Regions from separate parts of the Rattus norvegicus genome. Here region 2 is linked to region 1. The links are chromatin contacts, called in public Hi-C maps. All regions are on one chromosome and are shown on one strand. The core of a region is the stretch at or near the end of the contact, and the rest is flanking DNA. Distances in the headings are between cores, read along the strand shown.

Region 1 (4,018 bases), core at 476-2,975:
TGAACTAGACTTGGGGACAGAAGAAGCATCAGTAGAGTGGCAAAGGCAAAATAATCTTTCAAGAGAGAAGGATGAGGGTTCTGAATATACATAGAGAGCCCGTGGGTGTAGTACTGTCTGAGTTGGGCAGGTCCTGTGTGTGCACAGGTAGAATACAGGGCAGAGGGCCAGCCATACATCTGGGTATTGTCTGGGAATGGTAGGTCACCCCTGTAATCCCAGCAGTTAAGGCCGAGGTAGGGAGAGCTTGAGTTCAGGGTCAGTCTGGGCTATGTAGTAAGACCTTGACTTAGAAAAACAGATCCAGAACACATGCCTCTCTGTGAGTTTGTGGTCTACGTAGTAGATACGTTATTCTCCACTGATGAAATGAACCAATTCAAGCAAAATTAGAGTATATAAAGGCAGGTTTATTGGGAAGCCACTCTCCCAGGAATGTCACCATGGGGGAGGGAGATAGGAGGAAGGGGGAAGAGAAATCACATATACACACAGGGAGAGAGGAATGCAGAGAGAGCGGGAGAGGAGAAGGATGGGAAACCAAAGTGTCCACATTATATAGGGAAGAGCCTCTGGGGTAGGGGAAGCCCAGCCCCTTGGCTGAAAAGTTCAGGGCAGAGGGTGGAGTGTGCTAGCTATGCCCTCCAACAGGTAGGGGCTGAGGGATCGAAGTGGGAGAACCTGGAGGCCTGGAGGTCTGATTTGGTAAAACAAGCACCTCAGCCCTTGTCTTAGGTCTGAATCCCAATAGTAGAGAGTTCCAGGACACGCAGGTCTATGTAAGAGACCATGCCTCAAAACATAACCAACCAAACAACACCCCAGACAACACGACAACAAGCAGGTGGGGGAGAGAAGCTTGGGCGGGCTGACAAGGCGGGTGATGAGACACAGGACGACAGGAAGGCTCCAGGCATGAAATGGAGGTAAAGGCAGTCTGTAGTCTCTGACCTTTGGCCTGATTTTGAACTGGACTGAAACTTTGGGTCTATATTTTAATCCTCTTAAGGAAGAGCAAACTTTTTTGTGTGTTTTGTTTTTTTGAGACAGGGTTTCTCTGTGTAGCTCTGGCTGTCCTGGATCACTCTGTAGGTCTATAGATCAGACTAGCCTGGAGATCACAAAGATTCACCTGCCTGGGCCTTCTGAGTACTGGGATTAAAGGTGTGAGCCACCACTCGCAGCTTATAATTCTTACTGTGTCTCTGTCTGTCTGTCATTTTTCTTTAGAACAAGGTGCTATGGAAAAATGAGTAATACTGTTGAAGCAGGCAGTGGGTGTTCTGTGATACTTACTCAGTGACTGAACCAGATAGTAGGTATTGTTACTTAACTTGCCATTTGCCCAGGTTTTCTCCGTTCACACTGCTGATTGTTGGAGCTGCTGTTTCTGTGTCTCTCCTAGAGCATAGAATTTGAGAGCAGACTTGGACATACAACAGGTCTTGGCCAGAGAGGTTGCTGTCGCTCATTAAACCTGTGCTGTCACTCAGCTGAATGGAGTGAGTGTCGGAGCCCTGGTGGTCACTTCGCCTGGTCTGCTCTGTGCCTGCAGTTCTGTTGGGTGGGGACTTCTGTTTTTCTTATGAAGGGCAACTAGGCTTTAAAATATTCGTCTACCTTGTGTTTTTTAGAATGATCTCATTTTGGCTTTCTCAGATAGCAAATGAAGTGCCTGTTGCTGACCGTGCTGAGGTCCATGTTTGCACACACATCACACAGGCAGGGCATGAGCTGAGAGAAGTGACGCGCACAGCTCGAGTGGATGATGGGAACTCTCCGGGAAGTGCTGTCTTAGATGCTTGTGGGGTTTGGAGCTTGTTATTTCTAGTGCCACGGCCAGCATCAAGTTTAATATATAGGGCCAGGAAGTAGAGCTCAGTGGTGGAGCCTTTACATAGTGTGTGTGAGGCCTTGAGTTCAAACACAGGAGAAACCAGACAGAACAAAGAAAGCAAACCACTAGCATGTGATAATCAGTTTATAAGGGATCTTTAGACCCTAGATGAATTTTGGGGGTGTGAGAAGTAGGTTTGCAGACTGACACTGCCCTCCCTTGAATTACCTTTGATGTCACTTCATAGAACAGACTGTAGTCCACTGAAAACCTGAGACTCTGGGACTGAGCTCAGATGTGTGCCAGAGGACTTCTTGCTGCTTAGTCTTTCTGTGCATGTCCCCTTTGCAGACGTCCAAGCTGATGGTTTTTGGTATCTTTGTGGATTATCAATTTGTAGAAGAAACTTAGCTTTGTTCATTGCTGTTGTTCTTGTTTTTTTAAAGATAATCTTTTGTCTGATTGTTTGGGTAACTGGTGAATGTTTAGTTCTTTGCTTCAGAGGAGTTTGGATTCCTCCTGAGTGTTTGTTGAATCTGTCTAGTATGTAGTGGTCTAAGCTGACAGGGGTGGGGTGCTGCTGTCTCTCCTTTGGCAAATAGAGTCACCTCTGAGAAAGAATTTTTGTTCTAACTGAAGACTTTTTTTTTTTTTTTAAAGTAAAAAGATTCTTCACATGCAGCCCAATTGGACTTCAGTATTTGATATGCAGCAGAGAGTGGTCCTGAACAAATTCTGATCCCTCTGCAGTCACCTTTCAAATGCTGGAATTGCAGCCATGCACCATCAGGCCTGGCTTCTTGCCTTTATTTTTTTCTTAAAACCATAAAAACATTTAGAAAAAAATTCTGGAGGATACCCATGTGCTACACCTAAAAGCCAGTTGAAGTGGGCTTGGTGATGCATACTTTACATGGGCTAAAATAGGAGGGCAGGATAGGAGGATCACAGATTCAAGGCTAGCCTGGGTAAATTAGCAAGTCTTTCTTTCAAAATACAAATAAAGCAGAGCCCTAGTACCTTTCCCAAAGCCAATCGAAGATTCAGTGAGGAACATAGATAAAGGACCCAAGGAGTTAAGCTGGGCTGGTAAGACGCTATGTTCAGATTATGAGTCTCCGCTCATTTCTGACAGTGGCCCAGTTTAGAAATTCAAGAGAGTCCAGGATCTATTTGGAAGAAGGAAACATCACACGATCTCCTGTGTCTCAGCAGATTAGGGATGCCCCTGGAAAGTGCTCTGTAGCTGCTGCTGCAAACTACTTGGGGGTTTGCAAATCACAGCTGTGTCTTTTGGATAGGACAGATCTCTTGTATGTGTCATTCCTTTATCCCTTTTTGACTTGAAGTGGCTTTGTTGTTTTGTTTTGAGGTAATCTCATTATGTAGCCCTGGCCTGCCTGGAATTCACTGTGTAGACTTAGTGGCTCTCATACTCATAGAGATTCTTCGTCTCCTTCTGTCTCTGGAGCTCAGTGCTGAGATGACAAGTGGACGTCATTGTTTTGAGTATTTAACTTTTGGATTCTAAAGTGGGTGGGAAAGTTCTTAATTATTAAAGTGCAGATCTGTTCCCTTTGTGCTGACTGCTTTCAGAAAAAAGTTTTTTAAATGTTAACCTGTGTATAAATATAGTGTGGTCAGCAGCAGCTTGAGGTCTCTTAGAACTTTAAGGAGGCTGCTGGGCAGTGGTGGCACACACCTTTAATCTCAGCCCTTAGAAGGCAGAGACAGGCAGGTCTCTTAAGTTTGAGACCAGCCTGGTCTACAGAGTAAGATCTGGGACGACCAGGGCTACAGAGAGAAACCCTGTCTTCAAAAACAAAAGCAAAACAAAAAGAATTGTAAGGAGGAAAGCAGTTGTACGTTTGCATTCTTCAGATTTCATGTTGCTGTGACAAATATCTGAGAAAACTAAAGTGACAAAGAATTGATTCACAGCTTCAGGGGTCTCAGTCCCTGTTCCTTGGCCCTAGTGCTTTAGGACAGATATGAAGTTAGAAAATCACTGCAGAAAAAGAGCATCAGAACACATGGGGGAGACCAGGAACGACCCATCCACGCAAAGCACCTCCTCTTTTTTTTTTTGTTTTTTTGTTTTTTTTGTTTTTTTTTTTTGTTTTTTGTTTTTTGTTTTTTGTTTTTTTTTGGAGCTGGGGACCAAACGCAGGGCCTCGCGGT
Region 2 (4,119 bases), core at 456-2,955, 59 kb before region 1:
AAGGAAGCACAAGAGGGACATGGGAAACCCCATGAGGGCGAGCTCGCTAAGTGGACCAGTGAAGGGAGGTGAGGTAATATCCTGGGCTGAGGGTGTGGCTCCGTTGGTGCAGTGCTAGCCTTGTCTAGCACGTTTGAAGTTCCAGGCTAGACCGCACAGGACTGCATAAACTGGGCGTGTAATGGATACCTGTAATCTCAGTGCTTGGGAGGTAAAGGCAGGAGGATCAGAAGTTCATGATAAGCCTCAGCTATTCTTAGCCACTCTGGGATTTCTTTTTTTTTTTTTTTTTGGTTCTTTTTTTCGGAGCTGGGGACCAGCCACTCTGGGATTTCAACGGTTCCCTACCACTCCCAAGAGTAGCTTCTTTGTAAAAAGTACCACAGTGAGAGAACCTGTCATTCAGCCTGGCAATAGTAGAGATTCTTCCCCACACACACACACACACCTCTCTCTCAGAATTAGCCAGCTTAGACCAGAATAAGAATAATAGTAGGATAGTGCACTGTAGGGGCATGGGGAGCCAGGAGGCTGGGTAGCCTACAGTATCGACTGCCATAACAGTAGTTTTCATCACTGGATGCACACCAGAGTCACCTATGGAGCTCAAAACGAAAGAAAACAAACAAAACACAGAGATCAGGATTTGGTTCCCAGCACCTACATGGCACTTTACAGTTCCAGGGGATTACTCCAGTTTCAGGGGATTCAGAACCTTCTTCCGGCCTCTACTTCTACTGGGCATGCACAAGGTATATAAGCATACATGCAAACGCAACACACATAAATTTAAAATAAACCTTCCAAAATAAAATTATTAAATAAGTAAATAAAAATATAGATGTCAAAGATCCACCTCAAACACACTAACTCGGATTTTCCAAGGTCAGATGAATTAACTAGGTCTCCCCAGTCCATGGTAAGCAACATCTTGGGAGAGAATGACATATTGTAACACAAAGCATATAGGGCCAAGAAGGTGGGTGAAGAAAGAATCCTACTCATTAGAGGTAGGCTTTGTCTGTGCTGAGGTCATGCAAGGCCCTGGCACTGTCAGCTGAGATGGAAGCGCAACTAGGGATTGGAAACAAGTCACTAGGAGGACCTAGATGAAGGCTAGGTTGCACCTGACCTGTAGCAGGAGCCATCAGAATGGGTACGTTTGCATCATTAATGATCCCAGCTATGGCCAAAATCAAATATCCTCTCACTTGTACTGAGGTTCAAATTATATTTCCAGTAACATCCTGGACACCGGGTAGAGACGCTGAAGAGGATAGAACGGAAAACACTAGTCTATTTAATAAAATCTATTAATAAAGACTGTAAATGCTTCTAAATAGGGCCAATTCGCAAAAGCAAGAGGCACGTTAGAGGCAGTGTAAACGCCTAGGAAACGCCCAAGTTACTAGGTATTCCCCGCCCAGAAGCCTTGACCGCATCTATGTGGGGCGGGGGCGGGGGTGGGGGTGGGTGGGGGGTGGTAGGGATTGCTCACCTCGAAAGGCGCGACGTTGGGAAAAGTGACATCGACGACTAGCACGCCAGGCCGACCTTGGGAGGTCCTCATGTCGCCCACTTGCAGGGCGACAGTGCTTTTCACATGACAGGGCACCACTACACGGGACATGATTTGGGAGGCTACAATCAAGCGAAATCACCGCTAACAGTCTCCATCCAACCACTAGCCCTTATTGGCGTCGCCTATCAACCAAGAGAACTACAACTCCCAGGCGACATAACGCTTGTAACAGTCTAGCCAATCCCGATGGTCAGGGCAGGTCGAGAGTCGGAAATACCAGCGGAAGTTCTTCTTCAACCAATCACACGTCTGTAAGCCCCTCCCAGGCTGCTCTGGGCAACCGTCGAGCCGTTCTTTATCAAAGAGATCCAGAATGCTTTGGGCTGGCTTAAACCTTCCTTAAATTCGGCTACTTTATTAGGTTAAAATGTATAAAACAATTAGGCGGTTGATGGCGCTTGCTTTTAGTCCCGCATTTGGGAGGCAGAGGTAGGCGGGATTCTGACTTCGAGGCCAGCCTGGTCTACAGAGAGAGTTTCAGGACAGCCAAGGTTGTTACACAAAGAAACTGTCTCTCCGTAGCATACACAAAATCCATCTGGGTACAGCTATCTGCAATTCCAGACCTAAGGAATTTGTCACCCACTTCTGGCCTTGGAACAATTGTTTCTTTGGTTCTTTTTTTTTTTTTTCCTTCGGAGCTGGGGACCGAACCCAGGGCCTTGCGCTTCCTAGGCAAGCGCTCTACCACTGAGCTAAATCCCCAACCCCCAATTGTTTCTTAAAAATACAAACAAGATAAGGTATGTTGGTGCAAGCCTTTAATCCCAACATTGAGGAGGCAGAGTCAGAAGCAGGTAAATAAATCACTGGGTGTTTGAGACCAATCTGAGCTACAGAAAGAGGTCCAAATCAGGGGCTGGGGATTTAGCTCAGTGGTAGAGCGCTTACCTGGGAAGCGCAAGGCCCTGGGTTCGGTCCCCAGCTTCGAAAAAAAAGAACCAAAAAAAAAAAAAAGTTCCAAATCAGTCCTGTCTCAAAAAGGGGGAAAAAAAAAAAAAGTGGAGGCACAAGGTGCGTTGATTCACTCCTGTAACCCCAGCTAAATCTAGTCCAAAAAATAAAAGGCCAGGCATTAGTGACGCTTTAGTTAACCCAGCACTTGGAAGGTAGAAGCAGAATCTAGAAGATCGGACGTTCAAGGCTGGTCTTCAGTAGGTTTCAGGCTAGGTAGCAGATTTCAGGCTAGCTTAGGCTATGTGAGGCTAAAAAAGGAAGAAAGCATAACAGCCCAATTAAATTGGTTGACTGGGGAGGAGGCAAATACTCGGTTTGGGATTTGTTTATCTTTTTTTCCAGACAAGATGTCACTACAGATGTAAATGAGGCTGCTCCCAAATTCACAGAGATCCACCTGCCTCTGCCTCCTTCATTCTGGGATTAAAGGTGTGTGTCACCACGCCAACCTACCCAGTTTTCTTTTTACGTTTTATATTGAGGCATTTGGGAAGATTAACAGATCTGAGGTATATGGTCAGGAATTTCAGCCCATGCAGCGGGAGAGATAGCTTTGCAGTTAAAAAGCCCTTGCTGCTTTTCCAGAGGACTAAGTTTAGTTCCCCAAACTCCCTGCAGGTTCCCGTGAATGCCTGTAATTCCATGCTGTCTTCTGACCTCTGAGGGGAGCTTGAACTTATGTGTACATACCCACACAGACACATGTGATGTGTATACTCATAATTTAAAACTAAGCCTGACAGTGGTGGTGCACACCTTTAATCCCAGCACTCAGGAGGCAGAGGCAGGTGGATCTCTGTGAAGTTCTAGGACAGCCAATACTACACAGAGGAACCCCGTATGTGCGCATGTGCAGTGGGGAATGGGACTCCTGCGCAATGATCCAGTGAGTGAATACACTTGCTATGCAAGCTTGAAGACCTGAGTTCAAGTCTCCAGAACCCATGTTGGAAATAAAAGAAAACTGTGCATGTCTGTAATCCTAGCATTTGGCAGAGTGGAAACAAGAGGATTCTGGGAGCTCAATGGCCAGCCAGCCTAGCCAAATAGGGAGATTCTGGTTCAATGAGAGACTGCATGAAAGGAGTAAGGCAGACAGGCATAGAGGAAGACACCCAGATCCTTCCCTGAACTCCAAATATTAGAGCACAGGCATGTGTACCAACACATACACATCGTACCAAACACAACATAATGCACAAAAAACATTTTAATTAATTTTTATTGATATGGGTACACTATAGCTGTCTTCATACGTACCAGAAGAGGACATTGGATCTCATTACAGATGGTTGTGAGCCACTATGTGGTTGCTTGGAATTGAACTCAGGTCCTCTGGTCCAGCAGTCAGTGCTCTTAACCACTGAGCCATCTCTCCAGCCCCCACAAAATACTTTTTAATTAAACTTTAAACAATAATTTTTTAATTAAGCGAGTTCCTGAGAAATATCAGCATGATAGATATATGCCAAATTTGTCCTCTTGTTAAAGGAGAAATTATAGAAAGCCATAGTTTCTGGGTTAAGCTCCTACACCATGTTCTGACAGTCTAGCTAAAAATAAAAAGGGAGTCACTCGTA

What was found. Hi-C and Micro-C count contacts between places; a contact is called where the count stands out from the background.
Region 2: a Hi-C map of hepatocytes shows a contact between it and region 1, with 2.1 times the contacts expected there. The contact joins the promoter of Nicn1 here to the enhancer-like site in region 1. A contact is called at or near these places in 7 of 12 Hi-C or Micro-C datasets (the A7r5 cell line, frontal cortex, hepatocytes and 3 more).

The regions. Positions count from the first base shown.
Region 1 is chr8:117,793,693-117,797,710 of GRCr8, reverse strand. It overlaps a transcript of Dag1 not described here. Among named protein-coding and RNA genes, the nearest start is that of Dag1, 14 kb to the right of the region's middle. Within about 2 kb of position 1,725, at least 4 of the 93 cell types and tissues checked have an H3K27ac peak or open chromatin away from gene starts, as enhancers often do. A contact at or near this core is called in hepatocytes and liver, where this site is marked.
Region 2 is chr8:117,852,624-117,856,742 of GRCr8, reverse strand. It overlaps Nicn1 (nicolin 1, tubulin polyglutamylase complex subunit), which reads right to left and starts at 1,705. Exons shown (of 6, transcript NM_001034999.1): 1 at 1,499-1,705. The coding sequence starts at 1,630.